2 separate regions of the Manis pentadactyla genome follow, and region 1 is linked to region 2. A link is a contact called in public Hi-C data. All regions are on one chromosome and are shown on one strand. The core of a region is the stretch at or near the end of the contact, and the rest is flanking DNA. Distances in the headings are between cores, read along the strand shown.

The links. A called contact is a pair of places that touch in the nucleus more often than the background predicts.
Region 1: a contact with region 2 is called in a Hi-C map of blood, with 4 times the contacts expected there. The contact joins the promoter of SMIM29 here to the promoter of RPS10 in region 2. A contact is called at or near these places in 3 of 3 Hi-C or Micro-C datasets (blood, fibroblasts and skin fibroblasts).

What each region holds. Positions count from the first base shown.
Region 1 is chr16:39,722,579-39,726,095 of mManPen7.hap1, reverse strand. SMIM29 (small integral membrane protein 29) reads right to left here and starts at 2,203. Exons shown (of 5, transcript XM_036887059.2): 1 at 1,644-2,203; 2 at 503-626; 3 at 243-268. The coding sequence starts at 553.
Region 2 is chr16:39,547,609-39,551,443 of mManPen7.hap1, reverse strand. RPS10 (ribosomal protein S10) reads right to left here and starts at 2,042. Exons shown (of 6, transcript XM_036887050.2): 1 at 1,892-2,042; 2 at 927-1,076; 3 at 535-706. The coding sequence starts at 1,969.

The DNA.
Region 1 (3,517 bases), core at 954-3,453, 170 kb before region 2:
CTCCCCCAGGCAAGGCCACCTCCAGTGAGCGCTTTTCAGGGCACACCAGGGCTCTATAACATATGCCTGGTTCTATAATGGGCCTTTCTCCAGTGGGTAGGCTGGGTCTGGGAAGGCAAACCTAATGAGGGTGTGTTGTAGAGTTTCAGACTTGTTATACGGATGGCTGAGGCAGTATCACATATGCAGAGAACTGATCCTATGGGAAGAAATTTAAACGATGCTGGGGGAAGGACACTCACCGCTTTTTCTTCTGGACATACATTACCTGAAACAGAGAGACAGCACTGTGGAGGCTGCTGAGCCCACAAGCAAGAGGGACCCACCTCTACACCGTCCACTCCCATAATAGCAGGACCGCTGAGATGATATGCACAGGCTGGGCCAGGCCCACCCAGCCCTGCCTTAGCCAAGGTGTGAGTGTGTATGTGGGGCTCCTTACCACAGCCACCACTGCCCCGACCAGAGTGATGAGGAGGAAAGGCCCCAACACATAGCCCACCATGGAGTCACTGTTGGCTTGGGGGGCACTGGGCACTGTGGTGTTACTCATGACATCGGCCGCTGGAGAGCCAGGTAGTCAGCATGGGCAGCGGTGCCTCGGGAGGGCGCCTCCACTGGGCTCCCTGGGGAGAAGAGAAATTGCTGATTTTACCCAGGGTGACATCCAGCTTCTGTGTCACACCCAAAGGCTGGTGATGTATGGAAACTTAAGACACCGGAACAGGGATCTTCCATGACAACGTGCTGGGTTTAAGCCTCCAGTGACTCTCAGCAAATAATGTAAAGGGCACTGTGGGGAGGCTCAGACCCAGGGCCTGAGTCTTGCCCAGCTCCTATCCCCAGATCAGTGTGGGGCCCAGCTCCGCTGCTGGCCAAACATTTGCAGATCTCAACTCCTGGAAACAGGTTAGGTGCAGGTTTCTAGCTCCTACCCAACTTCTTGGGGCACTGTGCTGCCTGAGGTAAAAATACGCGGGTCCTGCACTGTGGCCTAGGTGAGGTAGGAGCATTTGGAGGAGTCAGCCCCAGTTCTGGTACGATCTCCACACTTCAGGCTATAAGCCCTATGCCCTCCTTGTCCCTGGTGTCGTCCCTGGTGTCACTGCAGATATGTAGCCTGGTCACCCTCTCCCCCATTGGCCTCGTGCCAAGGTACACAAGTGGGCAGGGCTGTATTGTATCGAGGTGATGTCACCTTCTGATCGCCACCCGGGGCTCCGCCCAGGTCCCTCCCCTCCTGGCTTCGGCTGACAGGCGAAGATGGAGAAAGTCAGTTCCCATCGACAGATGTAAGGAGATTGTCCACTGGCGGCTGCATGCAGATCCAAGGTCCCTGACCTAGTTCGCCCGGGTCTCCATCAGAGGGCAAAATATGAGCTCCTGTCCCGGTGTCCGTGGTGGCACCGGGCTTGGCTAGTCACATGCAAAGCGCCCCACGGTCTAGGGGACATGCCCAGACTGTCAAGCCGCTCCTAGGATGCGGACCAGCAACAGCGAGCGGGACGTAGTTCCCACGGTGCTGTGAGGCTCGGGTCGCGGGAAGGGACCTTGGGGGGGCCCAGGCATCTTGGAATCCCGGCACCCCGAGGCGTGGACCCGTGCAGGCACTCCGCAGCCCATCCGACCCGGCCATGCCTTACCTCCCGCCGCTGCAGCCGGAGCAGGAACGCCCTCCGTTGGCTCCCGGGCCCCGGAAGAGCCAGCAGGCGCGTGATCAAAGGACCCGGGGAGATGGGCGGGGCCTCAGCGCTCGGGTGCAGCCAATCCAGTGGTGGAAGGCGGCCTGCCCGGAGACTTCTCGAGTTGCAAATCTGGAGGCGGGCGGTGCGGAGGCAGGGACGGCCCGGGTTGCAAGGTCTATTTAGAGACGGCAGGGGGCAGCAGAGGGCTGCGCAGCGGAGGAAGGAGAGCGCGCAGGGAGGCGGGGCGCGCGCGGCTTCCCAGCGTCCCCCAGGGCTCAGATTGCGGGAACCGGCCCGGCGTTGTCCTCTTTTGCCCATAAGGTTGGAACCCAGGTAAAGGGCCAAGCCATGACGTAACATTTAGCCCTGGTATGTGGCAACTGGCCGTCCCAGCCTCCACGGCAGGATCCGGCCTCCGGCCCACAGGATTCCACTCCAAGCCTCCTAGCGCAGATTGGCCTTCTGGGCTGTGCTCAGAGAGTAGAGTAGGCAGACTGGGTTAGCTCCTGCCCAGCCATTGGACCACCTGCCCACCAGCCCACCAGCCCATCCACCTTCTCTGCGCCTCAGTATTTAACGCCTGTAAAACAGGCTGCTGTGAAGATTAAATGATTACATGGATAAGGAGCTTAGCACACAGCATGCCCTGCATTAAAGTCCCCCTAGGTCACAGGTAACTTGCTAACTAGGTCCACACAAGTGGGTCGACGCTTTTGTGGTCTGATGAAATGTATCACACCTCCTGGAGAAACTGAGGTAAGAGTGGTGAGTTTACCAATGTCAGTATCCTGGTTGTGATACTATACTAGTTTTGCGCAAGTTAGCATTGGGTAAAGTAGGCAAAGTGTATAAGGAATCTTTATTATTTCTTATAATTGTATGTGAACCTACAATTACCTTGACTATGTGTGTGCTTATACATAGATGTGTATAGTTTTGTACCAGACCTTCCTCTGTGCAAAAATTATATGCAATTGGGAAAATTCCAGACTGGCAGGTGATGGAAGCCACCTTAGAATGTGAAGGTTGTGGCAGCTGAAGCAGGCTGAGGCCCTCCTGGGTCCTAGGGTGCTACTGGAGATACATGGATGACCTGGGTCACCTAATTCTTGCCAGAAGCAGCTAATGGCATGGACATGGTTGAGCCACGGGCTCTGGTCTGGCCTCGGTTTCCTCAGGTCTTTCCAGAGAAGGTTGGATGAGGGCAGGTCTACTGTAGATGACCCAGCTGGGAACCAGAGGGCAGGTGGAAACCCTGGCCTCTTGGCTTCAGACACCACCACTGACTGTCATCGGGAATCAGAGATAAAGAGAAAGGAATGGCTGAAAACTAGGCCTGGAGGCTCCAGGTCAATTTCTTATTTTCAGGCTTTGAAGTCTGGAGAGTAGGGAGACTGCTCATCCCAGGCTTGTATCAGAGTTGAGGGCAGAGGGAGGAGGCCACATCCCCTGCCTCATCTTGCAAGGAAGTGGGGATCAAGTGATAGGAGTTAGAACACAAGCCCCCTTGACTGTGTACACACCTGACTTCTGTCCCCAACTTCAGGGCTTCTGACCATGTTTTGAGGGCCTTCTAGGAGCCAGCCTAGTGGTCTCACTGGCTGGGCCAATGTGTGGGAAGTGCCAGAGTCTCAGTGCCAGAAACTCAGCATATTTTTACTTCCATCACTCTTAAGATAGAATACCATTCTGAGCTGGGCAGGGCAGGTAGGATGGCCCCAATTAACAAATGAGTCAGCTGAGGTCCTGAGCAGTGTGATGACTTCCCAAGGCCCTTTGTGTGATTAGCCAAGGAAGGCAGAATGGGAAGACACGTGGGCCCCTCTACCTGG
Region 2 (3,835 bases), core at 793-3,292:
GAAAATACTTAACCTTGACAGAACACAACTGCAAGCCTGCAATGCCCTTGAGTCAGAAGACGATTCGCCCCCACACAGAAGCCTGTCATTACATACACATCTGTTCTCCCCTATTTGACCTTTGGTTATTTGTGCTCCCAAGAAACTCTATAATAAACTCCATTTCTTTCACATGTGGTAAACAGCTTTGCTCTTGACTTCTTGGAGATAAGAACAACGTCTCTCTCCTGGAAGTCACTCAATGCTACTACTGCCTTAGTCTGGCTGCAGACTAATAGTGTGTGTTTATCACCATCTCCCAGGAAGTCCTGAAGACCTGAATCCAGTTCCAAGTCCATTGCAGGGCACAAAGGTTCCAGGACTTCACCCAAGGTCCTGCATGTGAGTCCCTCAAAGCTGACACCAATGGGGTATTACAAAATCATCTCTGTCCCCCACATAAATAAAACACCCCTACCACTTCATGTATACCCCTCCCCCAAGAAAGAGCAGCTTCAGAATAAGCCTTTGGAAGCATTTATTTAGGCACCATACCTTTGGGCCGTGGCCTGCCAGTCTCAGGACGGCTGCGGCGCAGGGTGGCGGGCACTATCTCAGGGGGCAGGTGGAGGTAATCACGGAGATACTGGATACCCTCATTGGTAAGGTACCAGTAGAAATGTCTCCAGGCAAACTGCTCCTTCACATAGCCTCGTGATTTGAGAGACTGTAAGACAGAAAATTACTGTTAAAATATACCTAGAAGCTTTAATCGAGAAACGCAATACAAAGGGGAGCTAAACTATGTCGTAGGCAAGTTTCCAGTGTACAGTATCTCCCTCACAACCCTTCAAGGCAGCAATCAGCTCTGGCTGTCCTGACCTCTCCTTGTGCATTTAGTGGAAAATCTCTCCATCTGTATCCCAGTCCAGCAGCCCCCTGGCTACCTGCATAGCCTTCATGACGTGCAGATTGGGCACATTCTTGTCTGCCAGTTCAGGGTGCTTAGGCATGTGGACATCTTTCTTGGCCACCATCACTCCCTCCTTAAAAAGGAGTTCATAGATGGCAATCCGGTTCTTCTTGGGCATCAACATCTGTAAGGAGAAAGCAGTTCATCAAGAACATGTTTGAGCAATGTGGCCAGGGTCCACTAACCAAGTTCTTGACCCCATGACAACCACATAAAAATCACTGTCCAATAGATTGAAATCTCAAAAACGGAGGAGAAACCACGCAGGAAGGACGAATTTAGACTGCAAAAGTGAAACCCACCACCTACCAGCCGCCCTCCTCCACCTCCCAAATAACCCTTCAGATAAGAACACAGTTGCCTGGGACCTTAAAACAAAACGGGAGTAGGGCTACACATTCGCTCCAGATTTTCACTCACAACCACAGAAGTACAAACGAGAGCAAACTCTATCCTGAGAGTATTTGAGTACCATTAGCAATAGTACCTAGTGTGGAGTGACGCTACTGTATTTTCAGGTATGCAAGGAGGGTCCAAAACAGGAAGGCCCTCGATTCATGACAGGTCGCTGACCTCCTACACACCCTCATCTTCTACCACTCTCCCCAGCAACTAGAGCTCCAGGTCTAGGTAAGCAGGCAGCCCGAGGCCGAGGCGAGCTCTGCCAACAGGGCGCAGTCTCCCCAAGCTCGCTGGGATAGTCTCCTTCATGCAAGGGCTTCATCCTCCTCTCCGCGGCTCTCGGCCATCGAAACGCCCATCTCCGCCTACCAGCGCCCCACTATTCCCCGAGGTGCGCCGACCCCTTTCACTACTCAGAAATGGGCTCTCAGGGAGAAGTAGAGCGCCCTCCACCCCGACCCCGGGGAAGAGCGACACCCACGGCCGTAGGAAGTCCAGGATGGAGGCCGATGGAACCGGGACTTCAGGGAAACTTACTTCAGCAGCCGCTGCGTCCGGGACCGAGGCTGGAAAGGAAAGGGCATGCGCGGCGCTGCGTCTCTTCCGGGCTGGCATTCCCCGCCCCCACGCCAGGACCCGCGCGCTGCCTGGGGTGGCCTGGGTGGTGCCTGAGGGACTGGCGGCTCCAGCAGCCGCGAATCCTGACCGCTGTAAGCTTGCACGCTCGTAGAAACCGTAGCTGGGAGATTTTGAGCCGGGGGGTTTTGCCAGAAAATGGTCACTTTTATGCTTTTGCAGGCCCTTTAAAACACGCTATTGCTCTATTTCCCACCGATTTTAAGTTATTGTTATGCAAGTAATATATACTCTGAGTCGAGAGGGGGACGGAGGACGGAGACAACATACAAAATAGTAATAATCACAATAATGAAAGAATTAAAACAATTCAGTCAACAAAGATAATCGCTGTTAACATTTTAGTATATATTTTTCCAAATTCATACCACCAAGCATTTTTTTTTAAAACAAAAATAAGATGTTTTGTATATGTTACATACGATGTTTGGTAACCGTTTTTTTCCCCACTTACCAATACATCATGAATCTCTTTTCATGGTAAATAATACCTACAATTGTAATGACTACGTAGCAGTCCACTGATGGATAGTTTAGTCAACACTGTGATTGTATATATATATTTAAAATCCTTCGCTATTACAAGTAATAATGCCACACATATAAATGTACCTCTGCCCAATATGGATAAATTTCTGGAAATGTAATTTTTATTTATTTTTATTTTCAAATTATTTGGTATGTTAGCATTGTTATTTATTTTTTATGTTTCATCATTGATTTTATGCCTATTCTGAAGACATAAAGCTAAATATATTACTATATTTAAATGACTGGTTTCTGTCTCCCATTGTCAATGAATATAGTATATGGTTTCACTTTGAAATAGCATTGCATAGTCCTAGAGATGGAAATGTAATTGTTGAGTAACAAACAACACATTTTTAGGTTTTTGACTTCCAAGAAGGTATAATCAGTTTCATTTTAGTCAACACTTAGTAACAAGGTTCACTTCCCCATTAGCCCTGCTGAGATTGGATAGTATTATTCTTACTCATTTTTGATAGATAAGAAATATTAACCTCATTGTCCTATTAATTTGCTTTACTTGATTACTTCTGTAAACTTTTTAAAAATCTTTCCTTTTTAGGCATCTGTGTTCCTTCTATAAATTGTTCGTTTTCATTGCCCGTTTCCCTATTGAGAGTTTTTTTCCACACTTACTTGAAATCACTTTTTACAGATTAAAGCTACGGTCTGTTACATATTTTTCAAGAATTTTCATTTCTTGAAAATTTCAGCTTTTTGTCTTGATTTTCATGGTATTTTGAAATAAGAGTTTCACATTCCCTTACATCCAAATCTTTATGGCTTCAGACTCAATGCAATGCTTAAAAAGTCACTCTACATCTCAAGATTATATAAAAATTCACCTATAGTTTCTTCAAGTATTTTTCGTGGTTTCATTGCTTAAAAATAAGTATTTGTCAGCTTTGCAGGATGGAAAGAATTCTGGATTTTGGTTGCATGACAATGTGAATTACTTAACACTGCTGAACTGTACACTTAAAAATGGTGAAGATAGTAAATGTTACATTATGTATATTTTACCACAACTTAAAAAAAGTAAGCATTCATAACAAATTTTTAAAAAGACAGTTGAACATATGGGCAAGGAACAATATAATCTAAAGATTGGTCACACAGACTTAAAAAATACAATAAAACTTCTAGAAGTGAGAACTAAGATGACTGAAGTTTAAAACTTAAAGAGAAAAACAGTGAAATGCAAGATAGAAGTGAAAAAAAAAATCACAATGCAGTCCAGAGTACGAGTTGGGATATTTGAAAGAAAGGATAAGAGGTATGAAGCACAGAATGAGAAAGTCTAATATATGTCTTGGT